Regions from separate parts of the Mus musculus genome. Here region 1 is linked to region 2. A link is a contact called in public Micro-C data. All regions are on one chromosome and are shown on one strand. Each heading gives the region's core, a stretch centred on a gene start, on an enhancer-like site or on the middle of the called end of the contact. The rest is flanking DNA. Distances are from core to core; before and after follow the strand shown. Region 1 holds the start of Wdr70 (WD repeat domain 70). Region 2 overlaps Wdr70 (WD repeat domain 70).

What was found. A called contact is a pair of places that touch in the nucleus more often than the background predicts.
Region 1: a contact with region 2 is called in a Micro-C map of muscle stem cells, with 4 times the contacts expected there. The contact joins the promoter of Wdr70 here to the enhancer-like site in region 2. A contact is called at or near these places in 2 of 39 promoter capture datasets (both in the 3T3-L1 cell line), 2 of 484 Hi-C or Micro-C datasets (liver and muscle stem cells) and 3 of 9 other capture datasets (adipose tissue, liver and pancreatic islet).

Annotation. Positions count from the first base shown.
Region 1 is chr15:8,095,839-8,102,614 of GRCm38.p6, forward strand. Wdr70 (WD repeat domain 70) reads right to left here and starts at 3,371. Exons shown (of 18, transcript NM_001081402.1): 1 at 3,281-3,371; 2 at 3,118-3,183. The coding sequence starts at 3,305.
Region 2 is chr15:7,875,219-7,881,680 of GRCm38.p6, forward strand. All of the region lies in intron 17 of Wdr70 (WD repeat domain 70), which reads right to left. Among named protein-coding and RNA genes, the nearest start is that of Gdnf, 63 kb to the left of the region's middle. Within about 2 kb of position 2,788, at least 70 of the 459 cell types and tissues checked have an H3K27ac peak or open chromatin away from gene starts, as enhancers often do. A contact at or near this core is called in muscle stem cells, where this site is marked.

The DNA of each region.
Region 1 (6,776 bases), core at 2,121-4,620, 220 kb after region 2:
CACAAGCTATTGTCATTGCTCTTAGTTGCCGACCACATAACCAGATGGTAAAACCTACTGCTGAAGAGAAGACTGACTGTGGCCGTGGCACAGACAGACAGCAAGCTGGAACTGACCTGGAACGCCTCCCGGCTGGCTCACTTCTCATAGTGCCATAAATGACAGGTAGGCCAGTCGGGGATTAAAGTCATGAGCAGACTACCCAGCAGTGGACTCTGCATGCTACAGAGCTGACCTGCCAGACAAGACATGCCCACTGGGGAAACAGAAGCAGGAAGGCTATGAGAGTAACCAACTCTTCTGACTGGACTTAAAGCCGACCCATAGAAGGAAATACTTAGTACTATGAGCCTAGTCAAAAGTCTCTGACTGAGGAGCTCATAGTGTCAATAGTGGCAACCTGCTTCTAAATATTTATGTTTATACCCATAGATTAGCACTGCTTTCAACTTCAGTCAGAGAAATGCTAATACAGAGATTCATGACTGTCAAAGCACTTTGATAAGGGGCTGCTGGATGCTCTGTCCTAAGAGGCATCTGGACCAACCCCTGTGGTGTTTACAGAATACATAGAAGAGGGTGTAGGAAGAAAATCAGGGCCAGGGGAGAAGGGACAGGACATCTGTCCTCTAGCTGTGACATGGACATGCTCTCTGGACTCACATGAGCTACAACTACCTTCACAAGACCCACAGAGAAAGAGGCAGTTGATAACTGCAACATGGACAGGGAAGGGGCTCATAAGGCTCCACCCCCCAATTGAGGACCTATTCACAACTAGGGAAGCTGGAGGAGGGGAAACATTTCTCTCCAGGGATATGGTCAGAGGTAGAGAGCCCACATAAATGCAGGCAGCACTACCTGAATGCAGAGTATAAGAGGAGTCTGAAGAGAGCAAGAGGGAAGAGTTCCAAGAGGAGTGGCCAGATGATCAAGATACACTGTAGATATGAATGAAACTATCAAAGAAGAAACAAAATATTACAAAATATCTTAAACACACAGTATGAAAGCCAGGTGGTGGTGTGGTGGCACACTTTGATCCCAGAGCACTTGAGTTCCAGGCCAGCCTGGTCTACAGAGCACTTCCAGGACAGCCAGGGCTACACAGAGAAACCCTGTCTCAAGCAAAACAAAACAAACAAACAAATAAGGTTATCTTTTAATTGGTCTATTAATGAGCTATGATAAATATACATGAGAGCTAAAAAAAAGAAAAAAATTCCACCTACTAACATAATCACAGACTATCCATCCCTCCTACTCTTGAATAAGGTATCCATGGGTTTTTGTTTGTTTTCCAATTTTTTAGTTTTTTTCTAAATAGCAACAAAAAGACAGTATCTAACCAGGTGCATACTACACGGTAAAATCCCAGAACCAAGGAGCTAAGAGGAAAAAGGGTCAGAAGCACACGGTCATCCTCAGCTTACATACAAAGTCTAAGGCAAGCCTGAGCTGTGTCAGGTCCTGTTTTAACTAAGAAATAAAAATAAATAACAAAAAATAAGTAAAGACAGTCTAACTACATAGTCCAGGCTAGCTTCAAACTTGAAACCTGCCTCAGCCACTCAATTAGATTCTTGTATCAAGTTATTAAAGTTTTTAATAACTCTCTCAACAAACAAAAAATAAAATTTAAGTGATACAAGATCTCTGGACACTAAAATAAATCAAGTTCTAACAGTGCAGCTTAGTAATGGGACAGGTAGTTAGCATGCAGGAAGCCCTGTTGAGTCCTCCTACTACCAAAAATTAAATCATGTTTTGGAGGCCGGGCATGGTGGCGCATGCCTTTAATCCCAGCACTTGGGAGGCAGAGACAGGAGGATTTCTGAGTTCGAGGCCAGCCTAGTCTACAAAGTGAGTTCCAAGACGGCCAGGGCTATACAGAGAAACCCTGTCTCAAAAAAAAAATCATGTTTTGGAAGAATATAATACATGAAAATCGCAAAATACTGTCTTAAAAAGCAATGTTTACTCATAAATATGATATTAAATTTTAATATGCACCAGGAGATCTAAAAAAAAAAAAAAACAGATTTGACTTCCTTTTCTTCGTGATTCTCCTAATTTTCTGAAGTCAAAAACAGGAGTTGGAGAGATGATTCACAAGTTAAGAACACTTGTTGCTCTTGCAAAGGACATGTTTAGTTCCCAGGGCCCACAAGGTGGCTCACAACCATCTGTAACTCTAGTTCCATGGGACCCAGTGACCTCTTCTGGCCCCCATAGGTACTGCAGGCAAATGGTGCACAGACATAGAGGCAAAACAACCGCTCAGAAATATAACTATATATACATTTATCTTTTAAAAAAATAAATCCACCGGGTGGTGGTAGCTCAAGCCTTTAATCCAGGCAACCGGGAGACCGAAGCAAGCAGATCTTTACGGGTTCGATGCCAGCCTGGTCTACAGGGTGATATCCAGGACAGCCAGGACTGTTACACAAACACACACACACACACACACACACACACAAAACCTGTCTAGAAAAAAACAAAAAACAAACAAACAAACAAAAGAGGAGAATGAATAGGAAGAAGAGGAAAAGAGGAGGTGGAAGAGGGAAGGAAAAAGAAGAAAAGAAGGGAGAAAAGAAAGAAAAAAAGTAAATACTGTAACTACCCTTTTATCGACTAATTACCTAGAAGAAGCTAAGTAGATGAATAAATGAAACAATGAATGAATGAGAACTAGGTACATCAGAGAGACATTTGTTCCCAAAACAAATTACAGGTCAATTTCCATTTGATTTTTCTAGCACTGATACTATTAACAGATGATTATGTCTTTTGAGACTGTTTTTTCTTTTAAATCACCTAATAATGTGACAAGACCAGGGTATACATTAAGACTGAAGAGGAAGAAACGCTATATCCACCAAAATGTTATTTAATGGTCGCCACTAAATGTCTTTCTCAGACTGGGTCACCATAGTAATCCCTTTCCGTCAAGGTTTCCAACTGTCACCTGAACTGGTCTCAACAGTTTAAATGGGACCGATTCGGATTTGGCACGGCGGAAGGCGCCGGTCAAAAGTGGCAGCTCTCCTACCCTTTACTCGCAAGCCCCGGGCGAAGTCGGGCTGGGCTCTGCCCCGGGCAGTCACTCACCGAATCCTGTGAAGCCCATGGTGACCGCCAGCTGAGGGTCGGGTCCCGCCGTGTCTGCGCCTGTCACTGGAGCAAGAAACAAAGGACAGACCGGCCGTCAGCCCGGCGCTCCAGTGCCCAGCACGGCCCTCCACCCCGGCTGGCCCGCCTAACCCACACCCACCTTCGCTGGTTCCCGAGTGCTCCATGACTGCCCGAGCCCACCGCCTCCGTGGATGCAGCAGCGCGCGACTCCCGGCAAGCCCGACGGAAGTGTCGTCACCGAGACCGCGTCGCCAAGAGCGGCCCGGCTGCGTGGGTAGGCAGGCTTTCGGACTCTCGCCCCCTAGCGGTGCGGAGGGAATGCGCTGACAAGCCACGAGGAGGTCTAGTTTGGGAGTTCCCTAAAACCTTTCGGTGGTTTCAGATGCGTTCTCAAGCAAAGTCCTGGCACGTTTCTAAGGAAATCAACAGAATCTTGTTATTTGCATGCTACTTTTATCTATATTCGTAATGTACTTGACGTACATGATGAAACTTCCACTGCTGCCCATCTTCTCAGTATGCTTGAAGAAACCACTATCTAGTTATAAAGATGCCAGAAAACTGAAGAGTTGTTAGGAATGTTTAAAGCGCTTGCCCTCAGTCTCCACTCTCTAGGCTAGCCTTGTTTACTAAGGGTTCCAAATGTTACATGTTACATAACTACTGTGTTTCCAATTTATTTTAGTTTCTTTACAACTCTGTTCCTATTCTTAATGACACATCATTTAATATACTTTTAAAGTCTAAAACAAATACTTGGTTGAATTTTTCTTTTGTCAGAGTCTCTCATTTTGTAATCCATGCCTGGCCCAGAACTCAGAGACCCATCTAGATTCCTCTGCCTCCCAAGCTTTTAAAGATGTGTGCTACCAAGCCAAGTGAAAATACTTCATTTTCACATGCACTCAATGATTGTGGACGTGGTATAAACATGCCTTACTGTGCAACCTGCAGACCTATTCTTCTACTATGTGGTTCTGGGGGTGGACCTCAAGTCACAAGCTTAGCAGAAAAGACAATTTCCTACTGAGCCTTGTAGTCCACTCAAGAATGAAAATTCTTTGATAAAATTACTCCTGAGCCCCAATATTAGACTCCTGTCTCTGTCTATGGTTCATTGATAATGATTATCTAATGCTTCCATTGTCCTTAGAGTAAAAGAAAAATTTATTAGTACAAAGAAGCTGTAGATCTGTGGTTGCTTAGCATAGACAAGGCTAAGGGTCTGTATTGGATCTCCACCACAAAAAAATACAAATTTAATAAAAGGTTAGCCTGACTTCCAAAACCTTTCTATTCCAATCTTGTCATTTTCAACATTCCCATTTAGTGCAGGGAGCGGCCTCAGAACACATAGTCCTGAATGCTTTAACTCTTCACCAAGTCATTGATCCAACCAGCTCATCTCCAACTATCAAATTAAATCTCTCCTGCTTTTGAAAGCATCTGTAGAACTTTGTAGGCCTCCAACTAAATAAGGCCCACCTACCATGTGATACCCTAGTCTGTCTTCATAATATAATGGCTGGGCAGGCACTCTTGAGTGGTTATTAAATGAATTAATAAGAAGAAATGGTTGTGAAGGCAAGTTACTTTTCCTATGCACAAGATGTATATAATTTGTAGCAAGGAAGTTTGGGTTTGCCTCAAGAGATTACTAGTGACAAATTACCCTGAACTTCAACCAGTAAGGCTAATTTATTTTGCCTACTCTCAAATATGTTATTATTGGTGCTAATATTTCTTTTCTGAGCATAAATAAGCAGCCATTAGATACTGGAGTAGAACTTTATGAATGATATTATGTATCCATAACCTTTAAGCTCATAAGTAATAGTTTCAGCTCCTCAATTGTCAAGGAGAAGAAATTTTGAGATTCATGATATATTAAACTTTAAACTGAAAAGCACTAGAGAAAATGAAAAAAAAATAGCTATTCCATCACCCCATTAGAATTGGTATTTATCACCATAAACATCATTTTAAAAAGACACTCTGCTATCAATCAATGATGACAACAATGCAGCTTCCACATTAAACTATTTCTGTTGAGTATGCGTGAAACAACTTCATAAACATAACTGTAAAGTGTAATGGAAGATTTTTATTTCTCTTGAAGAAAATGAATTTATTCATTAATCAAAACAGGAAGCCACTCAATCAATGATTCCCAGTGCAATCTGCAGACTGTTTAAGAGTGCCCATATGATCAAGACTCTTTGGCAAATAATCTAAGATACCAGTTGGGGATTTCTTCACTATATTGATTATATTGACTGTTGAAGCAAAAGCAATGGCGTACTAAAATAGGGCACATTAGAATATTAGTTTTTCTGAATGATTCATCAATTGGGGAGGGCCAGACAGTAAGCCATTTAAGTCTCTACTGGACAAAAAGGAGCAAGGAGCCATAGCAAAGAAAACAATTGACTGGTGGAAAGTCCTTAGAGGTTAAATCACAGAACTTTTGGAATGTCTCTCTGTATTAAGGGAATTTATTGTAATGACTTAGTCTGTGCGCTAACTAATCCAGCGATGGGCAGCTGTGAATGGAACATCCAAGAATCTAGGAGTTGCTCAGTCACACGAGGCTAGTTGTTTCAACTGGTCTTCTGAATCGTGGTGCAGCTGGAATCCTCAAGAAGTATATTCCAACAGATGTGCTAGCAAGTCAGTGCAAGCAGCCTAAGAAGACTGAGTCTTCCCTCATCCAATGTCCTTATGTAGGTCTCTAGCAGAAAGTGTGGCCCAGATTAAAAGTGTGTACCACCACGCCTAGATTTGTAACTTGCTTAGTCCCAGGCTGGCCAAGATCTGCTTGCCTCAGTCTCCTGGGATAAAAGGCGTGTACTACCTTGCCTGGGCCTAAGCTTTTCATGGCCACTATGTCTTACACGCGTTCTCACGACCGGCCAGGAAGAACACAACAAACCAGAATCTTCTGCGGCAAAACTTTATTGCTTACATCTTCAGGAGCCAGAGTGCAAACCCCAAGCCCCCCATTGCTTACATCTTTAGGAGCCAGAGCGCCAGAGCGCCAGAGCGAGAGCTCTATTGTTTACATCTTTAGGAGCAAGAGAGCAAGCCCCCAAAGCCCCCCATTGCTTACATCTTTAAGAGCCAGAGTGCCAGAGCTTCAGAGCGCCAGAGCGAGAGCTCTATTGTTTACATCTTTAGGAGCAAGAGAGCAAGCCCCAAGCCCAAAAGTGAAAGCGAAACCCCGTCCCTCTTAAGGAGAGTTATCCTTCGCCTAGGACGTATCACTCCCTGATTGGCTGCAGCCCATGGCCGAGTTGTAGTCACGGGGAAGGCAGAGCACATGGGGTGGAGAACTACCTTTGGCACATGCGCAGATTATTTGTTTACCACTTAGAACACAGCTGTCAGCGCCATCTTGTAAAGGCGAATGTGGGGGCGGCTTCCCACAACTATGCCTCAATATCTCCATGTCAAGATCTAGGTCAGAAGCCTGTGTCTTCCTTCCTCAAGATCTGGATCACAGATGTGCCCTCCACTTTTGGATTGGAGTTCATTCCAGATGCAGTCAAGTTGACAAGCAGGAATAGCCATCACAGATGGCAATTCCTGACTGGTTAAGGTAAAGTATTCCTTGGGATTCCAGGATGGCTCAGTGG
Region 2 (6,462 bases), core at 1,538-4,037:
AGAGAGAACTAGGGGAGAAGAGAGGTGACAGGGATGAAGATAACCAAAATACAGTATATACGCATAAGATGTTATCAAATAATAAACTAAAATATTTTTTAAATATTTTGTTAGATTCATCAAATGTATCAAAATGCTAGAAAATATCCTAAGTGCTTACTCTGAAGCCCTCCAGTTTCCTCACTGGACAGTGGACCCAGTGGTCACATCCAAACCCTCCACCCTGTTCATAGAGTGGGAAGCAGAGAAAACAGCAGGACTCTGCAATGAGGTAGATGCATAAGACCACGGCTCCTTAACTGGAGGCGTGACTAGCTCCAGCTAGGAGGAGGTATTTCTCCTCTGGAGAAGCTGTAGGAAACTACTATGACAAGGCAGCCCGGGCTTTGCTCTCGGGCCATCTTTAAGGAGTGCCCTTTCTTCTGGAGAGTGCACCATAGAGAGTGCTGGGAAGTGGAAGGCCCAGCTCACAGAAACAGCCCATTCTGCCCCAAACCAAAACTCTAAAAGAATAGTTTAGAACCTTTAATAAGAAAGAGCTCTTTGTTTTTTTGCTATATAAAGACGAGGTCCTTTAAAATCTTTTTTCCCCAGGTAGCTCTCGGAATATCTATCTCCTAATGAATGTGCTTTGCAAGGACAAACACAGCAAGACAACCTGGCTTTCAACCTCGCAGCTTTCTTCCAAGCAACTGTTGCCTGAATCCGTTTCCACAGTTATTCTTTTTAAAAACTTTGTAACTCCACACATGAGAATGATCTTAACAATTCAATTCAGGTCTATCTTGGGGCATTTTAAACAGTTTTTTTTTTCCAGTCACCGCTTGACCAAGACAATGAAGAACAGGGGCGATTGTGCAATCACACAGTTAAGAATAGAACGAGCAGAGTTCTTCTCTAGGGAATGGCCTAATTTTCCCTTAGCACACGAAAGCACTATAAAAATAAATCAACAATGACAAAGAAGAGTGATGTGAACATGCAGACAGACAAAGTGTTGATGCATTTGAAAACAACTTAAAGCTGGTCTAGAAACCCCACTTTGGAGCCAGGAGGGGACGAACAGCAACAATACCTCCTTTAGGCCTGTTAAGTGTGGATTCTTTTCTGAGCTGCTTACACAAATGGAATCAGTACACTGCTCTTAGCACAGTCTCCATCCTGTATGTCCACGAGAGACAGTGTGGCGAGCCAAACCACATGGACAATGAAAACCCAGCAGCAATTCTGAGCTACATACGTACATGACACAGAGTGCAAGAGAGACATTCTTCAAGAAAGCATTTACCATCATTCCTTATCTTACACTTGCTTATTTTAAAAAGATGTGTGTGTGTGTTTTCCCTGTATGCGTATCTGTACACTATGTGCATGCGTGGTGGCTGTAGATGCCAGGAGAGGACATTGAATGCTCTGGAACTAGGGTTCTAAGTAGTTGTAAGCTACCATATGACCTGTAGGAATTGATCCTGGGTCCTCTGGAAGAGCAACCAATGCTCTTAACCTCTGAGCCATCTTTGTGGTCCCTTATTCTCTAATTATTAGTAGGCAGTTCCTTGAACTTACAGCCTCAAGACAGCTTCATCTCCCTTGCCCTAACTGAGAACAGATAAAGGCAATGGCTTAAAAGAAAGGGAGATGACTCTGTAATCCAGCAGATTCATAGGGATGCCGCAGTTTCAAAGGAGAACCTGTTTGGTGAGTACTTTACTCAAAGCAACTTCACCCAGTTCTGCCACTGCCTAATAGTGGCCATTTTTATGTGTTAACCATACAGAGGCTGATGTGGAACTTACATCTTCCAGTTTAATGAACTCTTTTGAGTAAGAATTTTTCATCTGATTAAATTTGGTAACAGCTCACTGGATTATTAAGGACAGTTAAGTTTTAGTATAATGACTGTTGTCAACCTCTAAATAGACTATTCAAAGGAATGCTTTTTTGGGCTTTGTCTTGCTCTGTCATGTTTCCAGTATATCCTGCATTTCTTACATGTAAATATGATTTCATGAAGCTAATACAGGAGCTTATGCAAATGTCTACCAAATCTACAAGGTGTAATTTGGTGATGCTTTGTGCTAATTTTTCAAAAAAAATTAGTCTAAAACTTTTCTATCACTTATTTTTGAAATTATAATATAATTACATCATGTACCCTTCCCATTTCCTCCCATAATGCCCTTCAATATACTCTTCCTTGTTCTCTTTTACATTTACGGTCTCCTTTTTCATTAGTTCTTATTATATGCATATATGTACATGTATATGCTTCTATATATCATCTGCTCAGGTTACTCTTCTATGTTTTCAGGGCTGACCACTAGGTATTGGATAGCCATTTCTGGATAGCCAGTGGTGTGCTCTTCTCTGGGGAAGACATTTCTCCTGCTCTCAGCATTCCTGAGTTGGCTGAAGTTCTTTTTGGGAGTTAGTATACAAAGGCTTTCCCCGAAGCATCTACATGGTACGCATCACTACACTCAATTCTTAGTCGTCTCCTGCCCTGTGACCCGGCTCCCTTCTCTCTTTCCCCCAGAGTAGCCTTCCTCCCTGCTTTCGTGGCTCGCTGACTCTATCACTCCCTTTGGTACTTTAAAAGAAATTCTCCAGATTATTTGTACAATGTGAGTCATGGCAAGTGCGCGCTCCAGCACAATGACAGGAATCCAAGGAAAGTGAGTGCCCTTCAGGGTTTCCAGCCAGAGCAGCCAGTGAGAGCAAACCCATCCCCACCCACCGCAGTCTTCTAAAGGGTATTTAGAGTGCACTGTCTGTGTCAGAGACTCAAAGTGTCAAGGGGACTTCTATTTTCTTCTGACTAAGCCCTAATCTATGCCTCTGCAACTCCTTCTAACACTCAAAGCAGAGTGAAGTCATCAGTGTTTTCGGCTGCGATGCAAAGTCCGCGCACGGGTCACAGTCTCTCTAATTACGGGTGTGCTTCTGCTGTGATTCACCTAAGATGCAGAAAGCAAGCTCGTGGGTGATGGGAAGAATATGAGGGGAAATCACTTGCAATATTTAATCATGAGGATGTGAGCACAGACCACGAGGTCTCTTGGCTCGGGGCCCGTTGTTTATTATGAACGAAAACCTCAAAGCCAAAGCCAATAATAGCCATGACTCGACAATCTGACACACTTGTTAACCCCGTTAACATGAATCCAGCCTGGCTGAACTCTGACCCAATCATCACAATTGCAGAATTATTGTGATTAAACAAAAGGATTGACCAAAAAGATTCAGCTTGAAATGGCTGCTTCTATCTGTGAGTACCTAACCAAAAAATAAAATAAAAAATTTAAAACACTGGGCATGTGTAAGAAGCTTCCAGATAAAGCAGTAGATGCCTTAGATAAAGAATCTTCTTCAGAGAGTGCAGACATAGCATTTGAGAAATAAACACTTCTTGAAGTCATAGAGTGCAGCACGCTATGTTTGAGAATTCAGCAACTAGAAAAAAGAACAAGTGTGAGATGTGGGTGAACAAATGTGAAATGTGGTATGGAACACAAGAATGAAGGACCCAGAAGAGTCCTGTAATGTCTCCACTAGCTCTTTTACTATTAAGTGGTACACAGGAAAGAAGACTGAGACTTGAAAACAGTAAGCGGAGGCGGGCCAGGTTCCCCGAGATCTTTCTGATGTCTCAGGTACACATTTCTAAGGACCGGTACTCGGGTGTGGCTGGATCCTACCCTCCTACCGTGTGGATACGGTGAACCGTGAACCGGCTCAGTAAGGCAAGCCCTGCCCTTAGCAGGCTGTAGCAGAACTGGAAGTACACTCAGGACTTCTGACTCTTAGTCTAGGGTTCCCTCTGCTAAGCCATGCTGGCTCACACAGACATCTCAGCATCCCAGTAGCTACTATTAGCTGCCCATGAGGAGAAACAAGCACAGGGCATAGAAGGCAGCCTCTCTGTACACAGTCCTAAGTCGGCCACCTGCTACCTGTGGGGCACTGGTCAAATTACACATTTCCGTTCCGTCATCTACAAGGTGGGGACAGGAATACTGTCTACCTCGTGGGTGATGAGGATTGTTATGCTAACACATACTAAGCTTTCTAGCAAGTCCATCACGGTGTTAGTACAGAAGAAGTGCCACGACTGTTTACATAACACGTTAGATAACAGGGTTCCTCGCCTCAGATGATTGACACCTTTTCTAAAGTCCTAGGTATAACATACTGAGCATAAGAATTCATGTGTTAAGTACAACATTGCAACATGCTATGTTCTCAAATCCTGGGGAGATTCTTTTTCTATGGAAATGATTTGCTATGAGTCTTTTATAAATGAAGCTGTCTGGCCTTTAAGCATGAAGTTTCTTAATGAGAAATAGTTTCTGATTCTGAGTAATTATGTTATTTCCAAGCATTTGTGTGCAAAATCATCACTTTAGGCACTTCTTAGAATGTAGATTCTCAGACGAAATCTCTCAGGGTCTATTAGTCTGGAGTGGACCTAGAAATTCATTCACATTTCAGTCCTCTCCCCAGTACCCACCCCCCAGCTGCCTACACGACAGGCAGTTCACAAAACTAGTCTATGAAACTGTCCTCCACAAAGCAACATGGCAGATAGTGACGATCAGCTAATATTAAATATTAGCTAATATTTGAAGATACTTAGTGCGTGGGGGAGGGGGAAGATATTTTTCTCTCTTTCCTCGTCTACAATGACTGCTTTTAATTTGGCTTATGAACTCAATATGACTTTTAATAGGCTCTTTATAGGTGGGGACGATATACATACACACACAACACATCTTAGACACATCCTCACATCTTGTATTTCAAAAGATATGCACAGTGAAGCTAAAGTGACTGAACCGGCAATAATGGCAGCCATGGTTGACAGAGCTGTCATCCTGGCAGGCTGCTGGCCGGGCTCCGAGCTCACACACACATCTATCCTGTCTGATGTGTAAGCTAATAGCATTCTGGATCTGCATCCTGCCCCCTCCCCAGCCAGCTCTCTCCCTCCCCCCAGCAGCATCTCTGAACAAGAAACTGTAACTGAATCTGCCCGTGTGCGGCTGAACAAGAGTCCTCTGTAATCCTGCTGTGTTTGAACACTTTCATGGCTATTACACTGCCAGTGTCACACTGGGGTTTCGATCCTCAAGTGACTCCTGTAAAGCATCCAGGCATCATCGGCACTCTGGAGAATATAGGTGAGTATATGCTGTGCGTAGCACGAACACTTACGGAATGTCTTTCTGACGACCTGCTTTTCCCTGTTCAAGCGAGACACAGTAAATACACCTTCACTTCATCACTGACAGAAGTCAATTGCAGTGGAGAAAAACAACCAGACACACGTTCTCAGTTACCGTGACCTTTAGGAAAAGATCCTTTTAAATATTAGCTTCCCTTCACATGCTTTGCCACTTGGCAGTAAGCAGTATCCTGCAGCAGGTGAACATAGGATCCCAGCTAACACACTACAGGCCACAGATGGGCAATGCCTTCAACTGAGTTAGCAGGCAACAAATCTAAGGCAACAAGAACGGGTGGGAGGGATGAATGGGAAGAAAACGCAGCAGAAAGGCGGACACCCGAAAGAGCACCGTGCTGGGGCCAAGGCACTGAGCTGAGGGCTAGCCTCAGGCCCTGGGGCTGCAAGCTCCAAGCAGCAGTCTTCTCACGAGATGGGCAGCATGGCAGCAGCTCCTTCACACCCAGCACGTACATAAAATAAAAATAATCCACTTACAGTGAAAAAAAGCAGTCTCTAGGTAGCTGAGCGAACACCGTCAGCTTCAATGACCTCTATTTAAATAAACTTGAAAGCCAGGATGGATGACTGACCAAGACATATATTAATTATGAAGCAGGCTTGTGCTGCAACAGGAGAAAATGGGACAGGCTGGACGGGGATGGTGGATAAAGACATTACTCTCTGCTCTGCCCTCCACCGAACAACCACACTTTGGCAGTTTTATAAGGTTTATTAAACATTTACAAAACAGGTAAGCTGTTTAAAGTTATTTTGTCAGGAAGCCGGGCTAACAAGTAGGCAATGCACTACAGGAAGTCGGTGTCAGAGGTCCTCACGTGTAGGTTTAAGAAGGGAGATCATGTCACCACTTCAATAGAGATAAAGGAATTAAAAAAAAATTTAAGGGGCCAGTGAGATAGGTAGAAGCAGTCACCATTTAAGCATGATGACCTGAGTCCAAATGCCAGACTCCAGGGTGGAAGAGGAAAATCTACTCCCAAAAGCTGTCCTCTGACTTCCACACATGAGCTAAGACATGAGTGCTCACAGTCACACATCATGATGATGATGATGAAGAAATAATTTTTAAAATAATTTAAAAGTGGCTGAAGGAATGAACAGGAGTCAGTACACAGACATGCTTGCCTCTGGCCTCTGCAGGCTGCTTTCTCTCTATGGGATACTCATTCCCAGGGTATCTGCAGGTTCCACCCCTCTACTTCAGTCAGGTCATG